Regions from separate parts of the Mus musculus genome. Here regions 2, 3 and 4 are each linked to region 1. A link is a contact called in public Hi-C and HiChIP or PLAC-seq data. All regions are on one chromosome and are shown on one strand. The core of a region is the stretch at or near the end of the contact, and the rest is flanking DNA. Distances in the headings are between cores, read along the strand shown.

Evidence for each region. Hi-C and Micro-C count contacts between places; a contact is called where the count stands out from the background. HiChIP or PLAC-seq counts read pairs in DNA pulled down with a chosen protein or histone mark.
Region 2: a Hi-C map of regulatory T cells shows a contact between it and region 1, with 3 times the contacts expected there. The contact joins two enhancer-like sites. A contact is called at or near these places in 6 of 15 datasets of contacts at CTCF or cohesin (embryonic stem cells, large pre-B cells and stem cell-derived epiblast-like cells), 47 of 484 Hi-C or Micro-C datasets (B cells, the HL-1 cell line, bone marrow-derived macrophages and 10 more), 12 of 115 datasets of contacts at active chromatin or transcription factors (Th17 cells, acute myeloid leukemia, astrocytes and 4 more) and 1 of 9 other capture datasets (embryonic stem cells).
Region 3: an H3K4me3 HiChIP or PLAC-seq map of the 230-238 cell line shows a contact between it and region 1, with 9 read pairs. The contact joins two enhancer-like sites. A contact is called at or near these places in 3 of 15 datasets of contacts at CTCF or cohesin (CD8 T cells, embryonic stem cells and large pre-B cells), 31 of 484 Hi-C or Micro-C datasets (the AML12 cell line, B cells, the C2C12 cell line and 15 more), 20 of 115 datasets of contacts at active chromatin or transcription factors (the 230-238 cell line, CD8 T cells, the HPC-7 cell line and 9 more) and 1 of 9 other capture datasets (adipose tissue).
Region 4: a contact with region 1 is called in a Hi-C map of pro-B cells, with 4 times the contacts expected there. The contact joins two enhancer-like sites. A contact is called at or near these places in 2 of 15 datasets of contacts at CTCF or cohesin (embryonic stem cells and pro-B cells), 26 of 484 Hi-C or Micro-C datasets (B cells, CD8 T cells, the HL-1 cell line and 12 more), 3 of 115 datasets of contacts at active chromatin or transcription factors (T-cell acute lymphoblastic leukemia, large pre-B cells and memory CD8 T cells) and 1 of 9 other capture datasets (embryonic stem cells).

The regions. Positions count from the first base shown.
Region 1 is chr2:173,407,123-173,412,269 of GRCm38.p6, forward strand. No RefSeq gene overlaps it. Among named protein-coding and RNA genes, the nearest start is that of Gm14642, 15 kb to the left of the region's middle. Within about 2 kb of position 2,604, at least 83 of the 459 cell types and tissues checked have an H3K27ac peak or open chromatin away from gene starts, as enhancers often do. A contact at or near this core is called in the 230-238 cell line, T-cell acute lymphoblastic leukemia, Th17 cells and 3 more, where this site is marked.
Region 2 is chr2:173,170,929-173,176,075 of GRCm38.p6, forward strand. No RefSeq gene overlaps it. Among named protein-coding and RNA genes, the nearest start is that of Pck1, 20 kb to the left of the region's middle. Within about 2 kb of position 2,998, at least 188 of the 459 cell types and tissues checked have an H3K27ac peak or open chromatin away from gene starts, as enhancers often do. A contact at or near this core is called in Th17 cells, erythroblasts and regulatory T cells, where this site is marked.
Region 3 is chr2:173,240,525-173,245,671 of GRCm38.p6, forward strand. The region is part of intron 1 of Pmepa1 (prostate transmembrane protein, androgen induced 1); the gene reads right to left. Among named protein-coding and RNA genes, the nearest start is that of Zbp1, 24 kb to the left of the region's middle. Within about 2 kb of position 2,522, at least 33 of the 459 cell types and tissues checked have an H3K27ac peak or open chromatin away from gene starts, as enhancers often do. A contact at or near this core is called in the 230-238 cell line, where this site is marked.
Region 4 is chr2:173,539,167-173,544,313 of GRCm38.p6, forward strand. No RefSeq gene overlaps it. Among named protein-coding and RNA genes, the nearest start is that of 1700021F07Rik, 19 kb to the left of the region's middle. Within about 2 kb of position 2,850, at least 13 of the 459 cell types and tissues checked have an H3K27ac peak or open chromatin away from gene starts, as enhancers often do. A contact at or near this core is called in T-cell acute lymphoblastic leukemia and pro-B cells, where this site is marked.

The DNA.
Region 1 (5,147 bases), core at 1,354-3,853:
TACTAATGCTAATGCTAATACTAATATATTTAATGTGTTTTGATTATTTTATTGACTCTTGGATTGTAGACCCAGGTTCTCATTGGTGTGTGTGCTGGGCCAATCGCCAGTGTGTACCTAATTCTGATGCCATGGACCATTTGCTTCACCTTGCATATAATGGCACAGTCTGTGACAGTGTGGGACTGGCTACATACTCAACATGCCACATCTGGAAGTCTCCACCCTGGGTAACCAAGGTAGCCGGCCACTCAGCAAAGCATATTTGGAAGGCTTGCTGGGCTGTAGTGGGTTATAAGCTAAGTCACGTGGGATGCAGGCATTTTGGAGCTAAGTCAAAACTCAGAGTGTCTGCAAGACTCTGACTTCAGGGCAGGACAAGGTCTGGTTACCCATGAGAGCAGTCCAGGCTGCTGATTGCCCCCCACAGCCTTTCTGCTCAGTGTGTGGACCCCTGGCACCACTCTAGAGCTTGTTGGACATGCTCTGACCCACTGGGTTTGACCCTGAGCTATGAGAAGCTGTCTCAGAGATTCATGGCACCCCAAGGCACTGCCTGTAAGACTTCTTAGCTCACCAGGTGGAAAGAACAGAATGGGGCTCCAGAGAAGTCAGGGCACTAAGTAAATGGAGTCTAACTCTACTTCTGGTCTCTCTAGGAGCTAAGGTCTTGAACCCACAGCTGGTGTGAGTATGCTACCCCAACTCAAACAAGTACCACATCCTATATACCCTGACATGGCAAGTTTCTGAGGGCTAGGGGTGTCCATTTTTCATAACCTGTACTTCCTAGATTGTAGCTTACTATTCACGAGAGTCCTGTAGGCTCCAAGGAAAAGAACCCCCACTTAACACTGACACCTTGAACAAATGAAGTTCACTGTTCTCTCAGATTGCAGAGCCTGGAGCTGGAGCCTGTTTGACTGGGCATGGGTTGCCAACACCAGCCGGACAGATGTCCCCATCTCCACAGTTCTGTCTCTTTCTACTTCCTGTTGATGGCCCCATGAGTTGGAAGCAAGCGGCCAGTGTTTTCCTGATACGAAGGCTGAGAATATAACCTTTTTCAGGAGAGCAAAATCTTTCTCACAAACTGCCATGACTTCTATCTAAATCTTCTTTGTGGCCACCAGAGAGGAACGTGGAGAGTTTAGATTGCCAATGGCCCGGTGCCTTGAGAAAGGAGAAGCCAGGTCTGCCTGGTGCCCAGGTGGGTTCAGGCAGGTCTTTGCCTGGCAACCCTTCTTCACCCTGGGTTCAACTGGAGGCTTATACTGCAAACCCTCTCTTAAGAAGAAAAACCTTGCTGGGCGTGGTGGTGCATGCCTTTAATCCCAGCACTCAGGAGGCAGAGGCAGGCGGATTTCTGAGTTCGAGGCCAGCCTGGTCTACAAAGTGAGTTCCAGGACAGCCAGGGCTATACAGAGAAACCCTGTCTCAAAAAACAAAAACAAACAAAAAAAAAATTTATTTTAACAGATCCAGATCTGGTGCGCTTTAACTGAAACTCCGAATGGATGAAATCCCAGTCTGAAATGCAAACAAACACCACTTGATTTAAGCAAGAAGGAAGTCCTGAAACCAGCAGGTGGGCGGGCCCCATCTCCCCACTCAGCCCTCTTCACTAGTTCTCAAAGGATGCTTTCTGACAGAGGGCCCATGCTGGTTTTTCTGCAGAACAGGGCAAGGCTCAGGCAGAGACATAACTGCTAGGCCAATTCAGGCTGATGAAGGTCTATCTGGATCTTCTCATATGTATCTGGAAGCTCATGTGAACAGGAAGTTCGGCTAACCCTATCTCTCACAGACAGTCATAGCCGTGAAGCCCAGCACGGTGGCTTTAGCTCTGCATCTGTCTCTGGCCCGACTTAAGTGTGTCCTGAATCTAAGTCAACCCACCCATGGAATGGGGCCCCTACAGGGCCAGCCTCCCAGAACTCTAGTGAGTGACTACAGATGGTACCACAAAGTGTGGACCTATGTGGAGCATGCACAAGGATCCAAAAGCCTGAGATGTTCGATTTTAAAACTCAAGGAAGCTTGAGAGAGAGCTCAGCGGCAGGATTCTTGTTTGCCTGGCATGCGCGAGGTCCGATACCCAGTACCACAAAGAGGTCAGAGAGACTGGAAGAAAAGATGTACGGGTACTTCCATGTGGTGGACCAGTCCTCCAGCCCCCTGCTGGTTCTGGGACCATCGCAGACCTGACCGTAGCTGGTAAAGCCCTTTTCTCATGCTCCCCAGAGGGGCCCCTCTGAGCCCCATAGCTAGGCTCTCCTTGTTCATAAACCAGTAACCATGCAGAGCCAGAGGCCAAAGGCCTTTTCAGTTTGAAGCCAGGCCTGAAGGAAGATGGCTGTCTCTCTGATGAGTCCACACACATCACCATTAACGACCCTGGACCGTGCTGCCCACCCAGCGGGCCTGCGCTTCCGAGGTCAGCCGGCGGTTAATGAGACCGCCACCCTTAATTAATCCGACAGGCGAGGCCTCTTCACTTCCACTCAGCCTGTCAGCAGCTGGGGTGGGGGTGGGGGTGTCTCTACGGAGTGGCTTCCTGTCTCCTTTCAACAGCTTGCTGTCTGTGGTTTCCCCGGGTCAGCCCAGGCACCTGAAGGGCATCTTCCGGCATCGTTGGGTTTTCACAGACACATTTTCTGTGTCAGACAGCTCACCCAGGAGGCCGATCAATTGAGATCTGAGATCTACGCACTCTGGGCTTCTAAATCCCTAGGAGATGAGGCAGGTAGACCTACCCTGAATCCACAGGAGCTAGAAACTATGTGTGTGTGTGTGTGTGTGTGTGTGTGTGTGTGTGTGTGTGTGTGTGTGAAAGAGACAGAGACAGAGACAGAGAATGTATGTGTGTATGTGCATGTGTGTTACAAGTTTGTGTGTGTGCATGCATATTTGTGTTTGTATATGTTTGTGTGTGTGTTCAAGTGTGTGCATGTGTGTGCATGTGTGCAGCTCCTTTTAGTTCATTTTTCAGAACCAAAAGCTACCTCAGGGCCTTTGCACCTGCTGCTGACCTCTGTAGCCCATGAGGCAGATCTTAACATCCTTATTAGTTAAAAATGAAATTATGGCCCCAGAAACAGCATGGCCTGCAAACTGGCAACGGAGTTGTGTGCAAATGCTCCCACTAATGCCAAGACTGAGTCTGTCCGAGTGGTCACAGGGTCAGACAGCACCTGCCAGAGCCAAGCTCCAGGTCAGAAAGACACTACCAATGGGATTCAACCCAACCCAATGGCAGGTTGGGTTGAGTGGGCACAGGCTTTGCAGAGCAGCCCAGAAGCATCACGAGGGGTTCTTCACTGAGTCTCTTCAGTCCCATCAGTAAAAGGGTTAAAAATGACCGTCTCGTGGACTTTCTGCCCCTTGAGGGATAGTCACAAGAGACTAGAACCAGGTGTGACTCACCGTTAAGGTGAGGTGACCCACACAAGTCACGTTTCACTCTGTGAAGAGGTGACAAAGCACTGTACAGAGTGTGAGCCACGAGGACACTTTTGTCAGGCTTCCAAGAGCTTGACTCTAGCTGCTCTCGGGCCTATAGATCCCAGTAGCCCCCCACACAACTCCTTCCTCCCAGGCAAGTCCTAGTGTGGTGCCCAGCAGTTCAACAGCTATGCATGGAACATAGCACCTGCTGAGCCTTGGCTCCGTGTGCGATGGTGTGTGTAGCCTTTTGTGTCTCCTCTCTCCTTCTTGGCTTTCTCCAGATGGTCCTCAAAGACCATGAGAAGGAACCACGGTTCAAGTTCAAACATAATCTGGTCCTAATCTCAGCTGGGGCTGGCTTTCCTTGCAGGCTTGTAGGATGCCAGATGGTGACTTCTGGCTGCCACCCCTCTTGCCTTTCTATAGGTGTCAGAACAGGGAGCTGTCCTAGAGACGCTCTAAGACAAGTGTCACTTGCTCTGGTGGATGGAGAGAGAAGTTGGGAGCAGTTGGGCTGGACATATGAACCAGACAGGAGGCTGCGTTTCTGGGGTTCCCTGGACCTCTGCATTTGCAGGCTGTTTCCCACACAGGGCAAGCCCTCTGTAAAGGGGGCAGTTGCACCCCACACTCATCCCCATCCCAGTTGCTATAAGAAGAACTTAGAGGCCCGGTCCTTGGGGAAGATGCTTCTGCACTGGGGTTACAAGTTCACGACCTGCTTTCTGCTGTTTCCAAACCAGGTGGCTCTAGAGATGGCACAGGGCTCTCTTTGAGCCTCATGTACTCCCACAGAAAAATGGGGAGACTAATAACAGCAGGGGCTCAGAGGCTCAGGCGGCCATGTGATTTGCAGGCATTGGGCTGAAAGGCAAGCTGAGGCCAGTGTTAAGTCTCCCATCACCTAAGGTGGAAGCATCCCCCAGTTGTTGGCATCTCTTGGCCCAGTCCTTCCAGGATACCATGTTCTTATTAAAACATCCACCAAAAGTCAAGGGCAAATTCTCTTTGTGTCTGGAACATCTTATGGTCACAAAGACACCCTTGAGTAAGTGTCCTCTTAAAACACAGCCTGCCACAGAGAGAGCAGACAGGCACAAATACAGCTTAGCCCCACAGAATAGAAGGTGAACATGTGGGTGCCCAAGGATTCCCTCCCTCCCTCCTTCTCTCCCTCCCTCCATGTGTGAGTGTATGTGTATGTGTGAGTGTATGTATGTGTGCATGTGTGTGTGCATGTGTGTGTGCATGTGTGTGTGCCTGTGTGAGCATGCACACTCAGAGGCTGGAAGCCAGCCTCGGATGTTTTCTTCAATTCCTATCGATCTCATATTTTTGATATAGGGCTTTTCACTGAATCTTCAGCTAGCCATTTTGGCTAGAATGGCTACTCCATGAGCTGCAGGGATTAGGCCTATGTAAAGGTTTGAATGAGAGGCCCACCACAGTCTTAGGTCTTGAACACTTGGTCCCCAGTTGGTGGTGCTGTCTGGGGAGGCTCAGGGTGTACCCAGCCTTGCTACAGGATATTGCTGGGGGTGGACTTTAGGGTTTCAAAGCCATTCCAGGCTCCCTCACTCTACTTGTGCTAGAGTTCAGACGGGTGCTCTCAGATCACTGCTCCAGACGCCATCTTTGCTTCCTCTGCGGCTCCCCTGCGATGGTGATAGACGCTTGACCTTCTGGAACCGGAGGCCTAA
Region 2 (5,147 bases), core at 1,748-4,247, 240 kb before region 1:
CCACCCAGTCACAGTCCCTTCTCTTTCAGGCTTGACCAGTGTTGGTGACTAGGCACAGGCTAGCCCATCCTATTTTAGCTGAATGGTAGGTGAGGGGCTCTGGGACCAAGTGGCCCAGGATTTCTTTTGGGGTCCCTGTCCAAGGGATGAACTAGAGTGGGTTCTCAAGTCTAGAATGAAAACGGAGTTTACATTTATGTCCTGGCAAATCCCCACAAACCCCCAACCCATTGAGGGCACCCCAGAGCCAGGCTTTCAAAGAGCCCCTTCCCACAGATCCAGGGTACATTTGCTTCTACATTATATCCATCCCTCCATGCCCCTCCACTCATGTTGGCAGCAATGCTAACTGCACTAACCTGTATTCTGGCACACAGCCCCACTCCCTGCCTTAGACCCTACCTAGATAAACAGAGGGAACTGGGTTATGCATGCCCTCTCCTTGTCAGATAGGGAAACTGAGTCTCAGAGTTTGAGCAAGGTGGCCTCAGGGCTCATGTGACTTGCTCTCACTTGAAACAAACAACCAGGGAGAGTCATCCAAGGTCGCCAGAGCCGCCACTGCAGCAAGACACCACAGTGTTGTGACTTCTGGTCAGGTCCCGACACGACGCGCCGCGGGGAGGGCGGAGGGCTGAGGGCTGCGGCGGGAGGGCGGCACGACGCGCCGCGGGGAGGGCGGCGGGCTGAGGGCCGGAGGGGCCTCTTTAATTCATGAGCTGCTGGCAGAGGCCCCGTCTAGGGGAAGATTGATGGCCGGCTGGAGGGAGCGGTGGGTGGACTCATAAAACTGTCGGCAGCGACCATAAATCAGATGAATATTCAAGATGCGGCTTCGCCTCCAAGCAATTCCCCAGCCCTGCCGAAGCAAGATGGATCACTGCAGGAAGGTGCGCGGTGGCCTCAGAAGCCCTTGGCTCCCTCCCTCCCCAGAGTGAGGTACTCTGGACACCCAGAACTTCTGTTTCTGCCTAGAAACTCAGGAATCCGCAGAGAGGAAGAGCCAATTGCAGACCCCAGACCAAGGCAGATCCCCCTGGGCACACACTTGTGACAGTACAATCCATCTCTGTAAGACACAAATATCAACTGCAAAGGACTCTGTAGGGTGAGGGATGAGGGTAGGCAACAGAAAACAGCCCCCTCTCAGATCCAGGCCTAGAACATTCCATGCCCTGAGAGTGACCGACATCTCCGAGCCAAGCAGTGTTGGGCTTTCATGTTCTGGACAGTGGATGCACGTGGGGCTGGGACCTCAGAGCAAACTCAATTCCACCTCCACCCCAACCGCCACTCCACCCCTGCAACCGCCAAGCTCCCTCCATGTGACCACACTGACTTCTCCTTCTCATGGCTCTGTCTCTTTGGACTTGTTTAGGGAAAGGCTAATGGGAGTCTGAGCTAGTCTTTCTAGAATGTTCTCTTGAGCCAATAAATCTAAATGAGATGCTGGGAGGTGGGTTATGAGGAACTTCTGGGTACAGCCTAGAGTCCAAGCCCCTCCTAGCTCCTACCCAAATCTCTATGAGCCAAGGGGCCTCTGTTCATGTCTTCACCAATTGCAGGTGCTGGCTGTTTTAATGGCTTGTGGTCAGATGGTATCTTGAGGGAGAATTGCGTACTCTGCAGAACTCATACAGCCTCCTGAGCCCCCAAGCTGATCAGAATGAGCTCCACAGGGCTGCAGTGGGGCCTGAGACTATGAAGGCTGAGACTCAGACAGACCCTCTCCAAGCTTCCTGTGCCTGTCACTACATTGGGGTGCAATCCCTCTTCCCACCAGCCAAAGGACTGTGTGACCAGCACTGTCTGCCTCTCTGTTGTCATCTTAGGCTGCTGTCCTCAGGGCCTTTGCACTGGCTATTCCTATTGCCTGGACTTCATCTGAATGCAGATGTCTGCCCCTTGACTTTGGTGGCAGCCAACCTACATGGGTCAGGTGCTGGGAGCATTGCCATGGCAATCCCTTCATGACTCTCAAGCATGGCCATCAAGAAACAGACTCAACAAAGTATGGCACTTGCTCCAGGGCACAGCTGGGGACAGGGAAGAGGCCTGTCTCAGAGGAAGACTGTGGACCTATGCCCCCTTTGGAGTGGCCCAGAGTCTGCCCAGGGAGGAAGCTTCTGCTCTGGGTCAAGGGGATGTGAGATGCAATGTTCACACCTGAGGAACTGCATTCTTCCAGCTGAGCAAAAGGGAAGTGCTGGGCCCACTCACTTCCCTGTTTGTAGTGCTTCTTTCCCAACGCTGGGCTCCTTGCAAACCATGGCACAAGCCAGCTTAGAGTGGTAGCTCACAGTGGGCCTTGCCCCAGTGAGGAAAGAATCAAATGAGCATCACCATGGCAACCAGCTGTCAACCTAGGGGCTTAGCAACCAAGGTCAGGGCCCCTTCCCCACGGGGCTGCCTTCTCTCCCCCAAGCCAAGGAAGCTAATATCTCCATGGAAGGGTAGAGGCTGTTGCCAGAGACTCTTGTGGGCCCTGACAGTCGTTCTGATTTCTCTTGCAAACACTGAAGGCATAAACCCCCTAAACACCCCCTCTAAAGCTGTTTCCCCCTCACCCCCCCCCCCTCAAGAGGTAAAAGTTTCTTGTTCTAAACTTCAGAAGAGCCTTAGCAACCTGGGCACGTCCTGGGCAGACAAGTGCGTCATGGAAAACTTGGAGCTTGCTGATTGGCTGGTCTCTGCTGCAGCGATGCGAGTCCCTGAACACTCAGGAAAACAACATAATGTATTCCTGTCTGCAGCTCCGAGCAGAAGCTCATTTCGTGTCTTGTGTTTCCATTTCCCGAGGATTAATAAGTGTGGAGGGGACGCGGGCTTCGTGCCGAATATTTATTTAGTCAATATACACATCAATTTAGCAAATTAGAGATTGCAAGCCATTTCTGAGCACGGCTGTAAAAATAATAGCTGTGCTTTAACTGGTAATGGATTCGGGGGAGGATGGCCGCTACGTGCTTGGCACTGAATAAGGACACAGAAGTTTAGTTTGTCGAACTTCACAAAAAGCCTGAGTCACTGTGGGTGTTTGTGAAGGAGAAGATAGCTAGATTCCGGAGACAAAGCCAAGGAATGGGCTCAGGGTCTCTGAGGAGACCAGCAGGGTCCTGACACCCAGTGGGAGGGGACAAAGAGGGTCTTAAGATACCATAGGAGGGGACAAGGAGGCTCCTGAGCCACAGTAGGAGGGAAGAGGAGGGTTCTTAGAAAGAATGGGAGGGAGCAAGGAGGGTCCTGGGGCATAGTGGGAGGGGAGAGGAGGTTCCTGGGAGGGGACAGGAGGGTCCTGAGATACAGTGGGAGGAGAGAGGAGGTTCCTGGGAGGGGACAGGAGGGTCCTGAGATACAGTGGGAGGGTAGGGAAGGGTCCTAGGATACAGTGGGAGGAGACAAAGATGGTTCTGAGACCCAGTGGGAGGAGCGAGGAGAGTCTACGCCGCCCCCATAGCTGTGTGGGCAGGCTTTGGAGATTCTGGCTCTGTTAGATGTGGTGGTTTGTTCTCTAAGATAAGGCATTCACAGCCGCCTCCCCCTCCCCCCCGCAGCTGTGACAATCCCAAAATGCCCCCAGACCTAGGCTCCGTTGGAGTCTCTCTCAGTTGGGGTGTATGAAGGAGGGGAGAGTCTCCGGGCTGTATGTTTTGTTTATGGAGGCCCCACCTGCGAGCTAGATCTGCAACCTGCAGAACATCTTACAGTGCAGTCAATGCTCCTTGGTCATAGGTGGGAACCTGGAGGCTCAGAGCACCCTACTGAGCTAGGGACTGTGAGCTTCCCCCTCCCTGGTCCCTGGGAGGATCTTCTCCTCCTGTCCTCTCAAGTGTCCCTTCCTCTGAGCCCCCTTCCCCTGGCCTGGGCTGGTCACCTTCATGATCCATGTTCCTTCATCCCTTCTGAGTTCTCCACAGGCCTTGCTTGGCCTGACCCAGACTGCATTCTTGTCTATTGAAGAAGAACCTACCCAGCCCCTGCCTCTGCACTGATGAACCAAAGACTTCCAAACTGGTCCTGGTCAGTCAGCAAGCAGCAGGCAGAGATGCCAGCTGCCCACACTATGTATCAGGCCCATATCTTTTGGGGGGGGGGGTAGAATCCTTACTCTTTAACTTCTAAGCACATGAACTTGTGCCCAAGTGGTGACCAGCAAGGCAAAAGTGGAGGAGTCATGTGTGTTATTTTCCAGAAAAATTTCTTCCACATCTACTTCTCTTTCCTGGCACCTGGGAAGGGGACTTGATGGCTGGAGCACCAGCAGCAACATTGGATTATGAAGTAGAAATATTGTATTAAGTATAGAGGAGCTTAAGGGAGAGGGGATCTGGTCTTTAGTGATTTTTAGGTGTCTTGCAGAGTCTGAGCTTCCTTCCTCTGGGATTTTATTATTCAGAGGTGAAATAGATTATTTGGTTTAAGCTACTTAGGATGGTTAGTTTTAGCCATCAACTTGGCACAACCTGGGAAGTCTTCATAAAAGATTATCTAGATAAGGTTGAGAATGTATGTAGGGGAATTGCCTTGATTGCTAACTGATGCAGGAAAACACATCCCACTGTGGGTGGCACCATCCCCTAGGCTGGTGTCCTGAGCTTTGTGACAATGGAGAAATCTAGCAGAGAACAAGCAAGAGAGGAAGCATAAAGTCATTTCTCCTGCTCCTAATGATGGGTGTGGTGTGCTGAGCTGCTCTAAGTTCCTGCCTTGACTTCCCCACAGTGATGAACTGCAAACTGAATTTGTAAACTGAAGTAAAGCTCTTTACCCTCTAAGTTGGTTTTTGTCAGAGCGTTTTATCACACCAACGGAAATGGGACAGGACAGAAGTTGGTACTGAGGAAGTGGGGCTACTGCTGTAATTAGTCTGAATTTTTAAAGAAGCTTTGTTTATTTGTATGTGCATGGGGCACATTACCTACATGTATGTTTATGCACCATGTGTGTGCAGTACATGGGGCAGCCAGAAGAGGGCGCCATATCCTCTAGAACTGGAGTTAAAGATGTCTGTTAACTTTCACAGAGGTGCTGAGAACTGAACCCAGTTCTTCTGCAAGAGCGGCAAGCTCTCTTAACCATCTCTCCAGCCCCACATATATTTTTTGAGGGGAGGAACATGGAAGACTTAGGGGTGGAAAAGCCACGGG
Region 3 (5,147 bases), core at 1,272-3,771, 170 kb before region 1:
CAGGTTCTTGTCCATTCTCCATCCATCTTTTCCTCCCTTGCTAGAATCATGACTGACACTTTGGGTCCTAGGAAGTTCTGTTCTCAGATCATGATACCTACACATCCTTGCACCTCCCGTGAGTGAGGCCCAGTTCACGCCTCAAGTTCCCAGAGCGACCTGGAAGCCCTGGACTAACCCTTCCCTGGGCAGGAATCTTATAACACGGGGTCGGGCACAGATCAGCTCTGCAGTCTCTTCAGCCAGGGCCTGTCCAGCAGGTCCAGCAGGGAGTGGACAGCAAAGGCTCCCTGGGGATCTGGCCACTGAAGGAGGGACAAGCACGTAGGAGCCACAGAACAGAGGCCCAGTTTTCCATGCTTCTCCTGGTTTGAGACCTTGAGCTGGCATGCAAAGGACTGTGAGGTAGAGATGGGCCAGCTTCTCCCTCAGTGGCAGAGGACCACAGACCTCCACCTCCGTGCTTAGCTGCAGATGCTTTGCTGCAGGAGGTGACCACACAGGAGGCCAGCACCGAGCATCTAGCACCGAGTGAGACCTCGTGTGCATGCTGAGCAGGCCCGGGTAACGAGCGGTCCCGGGAAGGAAGGTGGCAGGCAGGCCTGTCTAATCACTTGAGAGCTTCGTGATTAAATGCTGCTTCAGTGAGGGAGGGCAAAGACGCACCTTTTATCTTTCTCGCTATTACCCAAATGGAAAGAACTAATGGGCTTTTTTTTTTCTATTGTCACCGGCATCGAACATCTTTAAACACCCGCTGTCAGCACAGTGTCAATCCTGTTCGTGAGTTATTGGCAGGGCAGAGAGAATTCACAGCGAGAGCGCGCTTCCATCCACGTGACTGAGGCTGTACCCCAAAGATTTCTAAAATAAGTCAGACGGACCCGATTCATTGAGCAGAGGTGGTGGGAGGGTCCAGGACGGGAGCCCTTCTGAGGCTGGCGGTGTGGATGGCCACTGCTGAGGAAGGCAGGGGCTGTTAAAACCAGGCAGCTCGTAACCTTTCAACCCTGCAAAGCTAACCTGCAGCGTGGCATGTGACAGAATTAACACTAGCATCCCCTGCTGATAGAATCCATGGGAATGAGGGGGGGCCACACTGCAGGGGGTATTTCTAGATGTCACCCAACAAACCCAGCAAACATTATTATAGAATCCCATGTACTAGTCAAAAGATGATCTCTGTCTGAGGCCCTCTTGGCCTCAGGGTGAGAGATGTCTGGGCTCCCACAGTCCCCTCTGTTGGGGGCTGCTCTGTATATTTACAGCATTCCTGGGATTTGTCTCATCACCTCCTTGGTGACATCTACATGTGGGCACAAGTCACTCCGGCTGAGAGCTGATGGCACACAGGTCTGCCAAGGGGAGGAGGCAGTCATGGTCGGACAGGGAAAAAGGGACACAGAACAGAGGCCCATTTTACAGAAAGAAAAAAAAAGGAATTAAGAATGTTGACTTCTGGCCTGGTGTGGTGGCGCACGCTTCTAATTCCAGCATTCGGGAGGCAGAGGCAGGCGGATTTCTGAGTTCGAGGACAGCCTGGTCTACAAAGTGAGTTCCAGGACAGCCAGGGCTCCACAGAGAAACCCTGTCTCGAAAAACAAAAACAACAACAACAACAAAAGAATGTTGACTTCTGAAAGGCCAAGACTGCACTTTTATCTTTTGTGTTACTCTGCTGTTTGCATTAGTGTGTGAATGTGTGTGCATGCAAGGTGTGTTTGTAGGTGTGTGTATGCATGCATGCATGCACACGCACACATGAGTGCAGGAAACCTTGGAATCTAGGTGCTGGGTCCCCCTGGAGCTGGAGTTGCAGGCAGTTAGGAGAGCCACCTGACACAGGAGCTGGGGATCAACCTTGGGTCCTCAGAAAGACTAACACAGTACTTTAACCACTAAACTGTTTTCAAGCCTCATGCTCTGCTTTTTTCCTGTGGGCGACTGAACTCAGACTCTCACGCTTGCCCACTGAACCATCCCTCAAGGCCCACTGTTTGCCCTTTTAAGAGAAGCATTCATAATTTGTTTTATCTTTTGAGACAGGGTCTCGATATATAGAACAGGCTGGCCTCAAACTTACAGAGATCCGCTTGCCTCCCCAGTGCTGGGATTCAAGGCCACCATGCCGACTACAGTCACCATTTTAATTTAAGGAATCTTAATGACATACTCAAAAGATCCCTTGTGTGAGTCTGTTTATGGATATGAGTTTCTAAGTGTTGGCCAACAATGTAGCTCATGATGCCCTCCCACCCCAGGAGGTGCCTGTGTTCCCTGGAAACCAGCATGTATTTTCCTCACTTACTGATCTTAAAGGGCCTGGCATCCCCCCCCCCCCCAACATGAGTCAGGGGCTTCAGCACCCAGGAGAAGGGAAGTGAACCCGAGCTCTGTTTCCAAGGTTTTGGAACAAAAGGCTCAGCTCTAAAGCTGGGGCACAATGCAATGGGCATTGAGCCCCTTCTCAACGGCTCTGTATTCAGTCCTAGGGGCCTCATTGACGCCTGCCGCGTGCTGAGGAGCCAAGGGTCAGCTGGGAGGAGTCTCAGTGCTCACCCGGGGGTGGCCCTGCCTTTCAGAAGACCTGGGACAGAGGCGGGTGGTGAGAAGGGGGTGGTGAGGGGCAGCCTGTATCCCAACTCCATATCGCTCCCAGTGGCCAAGAGTGTGGTGATACTGCACTGTGCGGACTCCTTCGCTGAGCCTCAGTTTCCGCTTGAGAAAAGCAGAGATTCCCGAGCACCTTCTCTGTAAGGCTGCAGAGCTGATAGAGTCAACAACCGTGGACAGTGCCATCTGGGGCTGAAGGACAGCTAGCCCCACCCTGACAGTTACAAATGCAGCTGCTCTTGCAGGGACCCAAGTTCCCTCTGAATTCCCACTTCAGGTGGCTCACAACTGCCTGTAATTCCAGCTTCAGGGGAACCTGACACCCTCTTTTGACCTCCTAGGATACACACAGACACACACACACACAGACACAAACACACACACAAATGCTCCTAGTGACAACCACTGGGAAGGCAGGCCTAACACACCTACTCAGTGTCTGCCCAAGCCCCCCCCCCCCCACCCAATTTATCACTTGTGGCCTCCTGATGGCTTTGCCCCAGTCCTGCAGCCTAGGCTACCTTCTCCCTGCTGACCTTCACTACAGCTACCTCCAGCTTTCGTTCTCCTGGCAACTTTAAACTCTTCCACGAAGGGCTTACTTCTGCGAACACCACCTGTTCCATCTGCCAGGACTTCTAAGAAAACGGTTAAGTCAGGAGTGACAGGCACTTGGCCTGTCAGGTGGCCTCTGGTAGCGGTGCCAGTCTGTCAGTATGCACTCTAGTCCAGCAGGCACCCTCGACTGGCGTGAGCCTGGCAAGCCAGAAACATGCTACCTAACTAACTGGACTTCTTCTCATCACCTCTCAAAGCCCAGCTTGAGAGCTGCCCGTGAGCACTATGGTACAAAACCAGACCACCGTAAAGAGACTCTCAGGGTCCCCTGGGCAATCTCTCCTCAGTGTTGGGAGCCATAGCAGTGCTCAAACGGCAGAGGAGAGCAGAAGTCTCTCCACACATGGCCAGTTAAGCAACAAGGAGCACTGGAGCACTACAGGTGCTCCCAGGCTATGTCTGGCTCCTACCTCCATGATGTGTGGCCCCGAGTAACTGCCTCAGCTTCAAGAGCTTGTTCCCCCAGTATAAACACTTTCTACCCTTGACCCCTTCTTAACAGGAAATTTTTATTAAACTTTATTTATTTAGTGGGTGTGGCACGGTGCACATGAGGTCAGAGGACAACTTGGGTTTTCTCCACCACACGGATCTCAGGGATTGAATCTGGTTTGTGTCAGGCTGGGCAGCAAATGCCTTTAACCTGCTGAGCCATCTCACTGAACCTGGCAATTTCCTTGGTACAAGAGAAGATATTAACCCTGGGCATATAGGTATATAAAACAGCACACAAATATTTATTGATAAGTCACAAAGAAATTTATTTAAAAGTAATTCTTTGGCATATGTATCATGTTGCTATTTATCAAGTATGAGAGCAATTTGCATACTAATGAGATAGGTGTGCCTATTTACTTCACATAAAGAATTAAATCCTGGCTGCATATGTGGTCCTGGAGGATGGCACATCCTTCTCAATGCTTTCTAGAGTTGGCTGATATTCTGATGTTGTAATAGGGAACACGAGAAGGCAAATTTGCCTGAATACTTAACTATAAAATGGCATTAAATGGTAGGCAGGGCATTTTTTAAATTATTGAAAATTCTCTTCTAATCCCAAACCAGAATTCATTTAGAGTGGGTTTTTTTTTCTCCCTTTTTAGAAAAGTTGGGGGTTGGAAAGTGGGAGCACTGCTGATCTTCCAGAGGACTTGGGTTCAGTTCCCAGCGTCTGTATCAGGTGACTCAAAATGTCTATAACTCCAGCTCTAGGGATGTGACACGCTCTTCTGCTCTCCACACACACAGTGCATGCACACAGAGCAATGTATACACACAGACGAAACACCCACACACATAAAATAAAGATAAATGTTTTAAATTGTAACACGATCCAATCCAAAGATATACTAATTTGATATGTGCTGGGGAATGGTAGTACGGGAAGATTACAAGCCTTTGTTTTCCATAATCGAGCTATCCTGTTTCAATCAGAGCAGAAGACGGCATGTTTGAGCGCGGCGATCATAGTCTCAGATCTGAGCGGAGGCGTTCTCGGGCCGTGTCCGTCCCATGGGTGACGCGTGGCGTGACATCACGTCCAGTGCATAAGTGCACACGCTCTGCGTTCAGAGTTGAGGAAGCCGTGAGGCCGAGGAAGACCGTGAGCAGCCCCCACGATCCGTAACAACTCGACTCCCAGTTTAAGTTTTGGTTTTGGCGCATTCAGAAACCTGTCCCTGCTGCCAGATTTTTTCCGCAACCCCCAAATCCAGTTATGCGGCACCATATGGGGTGACGACCCACAGTTTACAAAGCTGGGGCTTCCCCACCTCCAGACCCCACGACCAAATGGTGCTACCCTTTTTCAGTAGGCGTGAGAATCCAAAAAAAAAACAAAAAAAACAACCGGATTGCATGCTGCCTGGCTCACAAGAAACCTACAAGACACAGCTTACTGTTGGCGAGACTGCGCC
Region 4 (5,147 bases), core at 1,600-4,099, 130 kb after region 1:
AATAGGTAATGAGAACCCTGAGCTGTTGTGAACATGTAATGCCAAGTCCCACTCTGTCAAGTGGCCACTTTGTGCAGGGTGAACTTTGTAAATGGTTCTGTGTTATATGAAAGCAATTTTCCCCACAGATATCCTCCAAGTTCCAAGACACATGTCGCCTGCATCATGTGCCAGTTAAGTGTGATGGAGGTTATGGTAGGCCTAAGAACTCCTGATCAGTCCTGCAAGCTGTGTGTGTCTGTGTGACTGTGTGTGTGTGTGTGTGTGTGTGTGTGTGTGTGTGTGTGTGTGTGTGTGTATGTGGTGTAGTCACATGAGTATACTTGTTCTTGTGTGTGCTTATTCCCCTGTGTGCTTTGTGCTTGTGTGCATCTGTGTTTGTAAGTGTGGAGGCCAGGGACAAGGAGTCCTCCGGTGCCATTCATCTGGATGTTTGACACAAGGGCTACGAATGACTTAGAACTCACCAAATAAGTTAAACAGCCAGCTCCAGGGATACCCTTGTCTCCTGCCCAGCACTGGGATCAGAAGCACCAGGCTCAGCTTGCATGGCGATCGAGCGTTTTCCTGGCTCAGCTGCCGCCCCAGCTTCAGCCACCCATCATCCCTTGAGGCCGGTTGGTCAGCCGGTCATTCCCTCAGTCAGCCAGCCATCAGCATCCGAAGCCTCTGTCTGTGGGAACCTTCCCAGCCTCAGGAAACCTGCGATGGTTGGACTGAAGATAAAAATAAATCCACAGAACATGGGGCCAGAGACGCCAGACACGGAAAAGAACGAACTGTCTGCTTCCATTTATATCAAGTGCGGAGACAGCATCGACCTGCCGGAGTCAGGCTGGGGTCTCTGCAGGGTGGCAGCCGGGAGGGGTTCAGAGAGAGGGCACTTCAGGTCACATTCTATTCTTAATCAAGACCCTGGGGACCCAGCTGTGTGTCGCTTACAAAAATTCGCCAGGCTGCACATTTGGGACAGTGGGCTGGGCTGTTCTCTCGGGTTCAGGGGTTTTTCGGAGAAATATTAAATGTGTGCGTCTACTGGCTGTGTTTGGTTTCCTGCTAGATGTTTGAATTGGGAGCTCAGGCCCAGACTCAGGTTGTGAGATGTCCACAAGGTGAGTCTGTGGTCCAGACCTCCCTGCACAGGACGTCTCTCCGCACTAGGCTTGAAGTGAACCTTCTGGGGTCCACAAGCACATACCCCTTCTTCATGGGTAATATTAGCTTGATTTCTTGCTGTGATAAAACACTATGACCAAAAGCAACTTGGGAGGAAAGGATTATTTGGCTCACAGGTTACAGTCCATCAGGGAAAGCAAGAGAAGAACCTGGGGCAGGGACCTGGGGCCAGACACTCAAAGCAGAGGCCACAGAGGGGTGCTTGCTCCTCGTGCCTTACACTGCCTGCTTTTTTATACATCCTAGGACCACCTACCCAGGGAAGACACCCCCACAGGGAACTGGGCCTTCTGCATCAGTCATTAATTAATCAATCAAGAAAATGCCCACAGGCTTGCCTCCAGGCAGATTATGGAGGCATTTTCTCAGTCGAGGTTCCTTCATCTCACATGGCCCTAGCTTGTGTCACATGGACAAAGCTAACCATCCCTGGGAAATTTCATTCATAGGAATATGGTTGTAAACATCCCAAATAAAGATATCCCCTTAAACAGCAGCACACTTGAAGAGGACTGACTTTTTGGTGTTCTGGAAAGAATTCCCAGTCGCCCCCAGGGTGTCCCTGAGTCCTTGGAGAAGCCACTGTCCCCACCACCCACCATCTTCCCCTCTGCGGCAGCTCTTCTGGGGACTTGGGGACCTGCCTACCCTTCCAGAACACCCTGCCATACCAGCTCTGGGGTGGGGGTGGGGGGTGGGGTCAGCTGCAAGCAGCACAGCTCTACCTCCCCTGGGGGGGGGGGGAGATGGGGGATGAGGAGAGAGAGAAGTGGGGGGAGATGAGGAGAAAGATGGACAGGGGTGGAGATGTTCAACCAAACCACAAGTGCTGGGCATAGGTAAGGGGGGAAGAGGAGGGAAGGAGCCAAGGGAAAGGAGGAGCCAAAGGGGGCAGGATGCAAGGACCCATGGGTATGAAGAGGCAAGAGGGAAGGAGAGGGAAGGGTTTCCAGCCCAGAGAATGAGTATGGGAAAACCTGAGCACAGGGAAATGGACCCCAGGGCCAGACTCTGTGGGTAAGCTGTCATGGTGGGCATAGGTCCTCTCTGTTCCTCCTGTAGAGAACCACACCCAGCAAAGACTATGGCATCAAGACCTTCCTCCTTCCATCAACGGCGTCTGCCAAAGGGATCCTGACCTCTCTGCCCACTGGCATCTCTGTTGTATCTAGCATTCATCCAAAACTACCCCAGTTGGTGTTTAATTCCATCCCTGGACAATGGTGGTGGTCACTAACCGGGGGCTGGCCTGGGTTTGTGTATCCCTTCCACTTACTCAGATGAGGCTGGGTTCGAGGGAGCCAGGCTGGGCTGGGGCACTGGGACCAGGTACTAGGGTCTCATAGAGTTACTTCAGTCACTGCAGTGGGCCAGTGCTCCTGGAGACTCAGTCTCCCTCAAAGGGCATCTGAGAGACATATGAAGGTCCCTGTCCTGTCCTTGACCTCCAGCCCTAAAGGTTGCAGCCCCTGCTGGTAGCTCTGGGCTTTAGTTTCTTTAAAGACGAGGTTCTGTGGCTCTCTGCAGAAGGCACTATGAGTAACTGCTGAGATGGCTGACAGGGCAGGGCTCTTATCAGGTGACAGCTTGTGATCCTTGGAGACCACAGAGCCATCCCAGCAACCCTCCTGCAGGAAGGCACACAGCCTGATCTCACCATAGGCCTCTGATGTCCTGCCGCTGCCACCGCCGCCCTCTACACACTCCCCCAAGGGCCCAGAGGGCCCTTTCCTCAGCACAGCTGGGGAGACAGGACTTGCACCTGGCTCCTCCCCAGAGTCTCAGGATTTCCACAAGGCCAAGCTTCCAGGAATCTGGATGTGCACCCTGGCCAGTCACTATCAAAGACAGACAGACAGAGCCAGCATTGACTGCACACTTGCTGTGCACCATGCACACTTGCTGTGTACCATGCACACTTGCAGTGTACCATGAGCACTTGCTGTGTACCATGCACACTTGCTGTATACCATGAGCACTTTCTGTGTACCATGCACACTTGCAGTGTACCATGCACACTTGCAGTGTACCATGCACACTTGCTGTGTACCATGTACACTTGCTGTACACCATGCACACTTGCTGTACACCATGCACACTTGCTGTGTACCATGCACACTTTCTGTGTACCATGAGCACTTGCTGTGTACCATGCACACTTGCTGTAAACCATGCACACTTGCTGTGTACCATGCACACTTGCAGTATACCATGCACACTTGCTGTGCACCATGCACACTTGCTGTGCACCATGCACACTTGCTGTGCACCATGCATACTTGCTGTGTACCATGAACACTTGCTGTGCACCATGCACACTTGCTGTAAACCATGCACACCTGCTGTGTACCAGCTATTGCTCAAGAAATTCTGGGTTTATTCCACATTTCAAATGGCAGGGAGGGACTCTGGAGTCTGAGTTTAAGCATCAGGACATCAGGGCACATCGAGGCACAGGAGACCACAGTGAAGCTCCAGCAGGCTGAGCCTGTGGCAAACCCATGTGTGACAAATTTCTGCGGGGTTCGATCTATACAGATGGCCTTGGGGGCAGAAGCCAAAGAGTGCCTTTGAAGCAGCAGGGCCTTGGCAACCAGGGCTCAGCCCCTCAGGGCTTTGCCAAGGAGCAAAGGGTTCTGCTGCTCTGGAGAGGAAGCAAGGCCAGGCATCAGAGCCACCAAATCCTCGGACCCTACCCCAACCTGGTGCCAGTTCTCTTACTGTCTCAGTCATAGTTTTCCCAAAAATACTTCTTGGAAGAAAATAGTTGAAACTTTGTTTTCTACTCTGACCATTCCACAAAACCCTGATGAAGGAGTCTAGCGAGAAAGAAAGACAGTGTGCACACACACAGGTGCACACATATGTACTCATTCACACATGCGTATGCACAGGCACACTGGTACATACACACACACATACATACAGGCACACATTCATACACTAATAGGTCACTGGATACCACAGGCACACATGCACACACTCACTCACACACACATACACACTCACACACATGCCCACACACTCATACACACTCACACACATACATACTCACACACTCACACACACATACACACACACATACACACACACACACATACACACACTCACACAGGCCACTGGTTATCATCTCCACAAGTGAGTAGACATGCGAGCGTTTTCTGAGGACACACTTCCTCAGGGGGTGTCAGATCTCAGCTTGGATCCTGCTGCATCCACTTTCCACAGTCAGGGACAGCAGGGGCCTGACATTTTTCACAGAGGTAGCAACTCCATCTGATGTCTCTGAACTGCACCTCGACAAATAGCAGTCACTTCTGAATCTACTTCTCCGAAAGGTCACCAGCCAGACACCCACAGAAAAGCCAGCCGTCACTGTCACTGTCCCCGTTCCCCCTCTCCATGTCCTCCACATTGTGTCCCTCCTCCCTCAGTCTGCCTTGTAGAACTGCACAAAGGGAGAAAGGTACCAGAGAGGAAGCCCACCTGCCGGGCTTGTTACCTGCCTGGCTGCCAGCATTCCCTATTCTTCTGTTCACCAATAAGAGGCAGTCCCATCACGCACGCAGGGCCTGGCTCACATACACAGACTTGCTTCAAAGCTGTGAGGCCCATGTCTGCCCTGAACCTGAAGCCAAAACTCAACAACCACATGCTGTCCCCATGTCCTGCAGAGGGAGGCTCTTGAAGAAAGCACAGAAAACTCGGCCTCTCCCAAGTTCCCCCACGCACCCTCAGCCTGCAAGGGAGATCTCAGAACCACACTCACAAGCTCACCACCTTGGCCTGCTAAGCGCTGGCCTCTACTGTGATGGGGCTAGGGCCATCTCCACCTGCAAGGAAGGAGGAGGACTAGACCTCCAGTCTGCCAGGAAGGGAAAGGCCCTGGACACAGATGGGACAGTCAGCTCAAAGACCCCCAACGTATCTCCCTGTGCTACAAGAGGCGGGGCCCTGTCCATGAGTTCCAG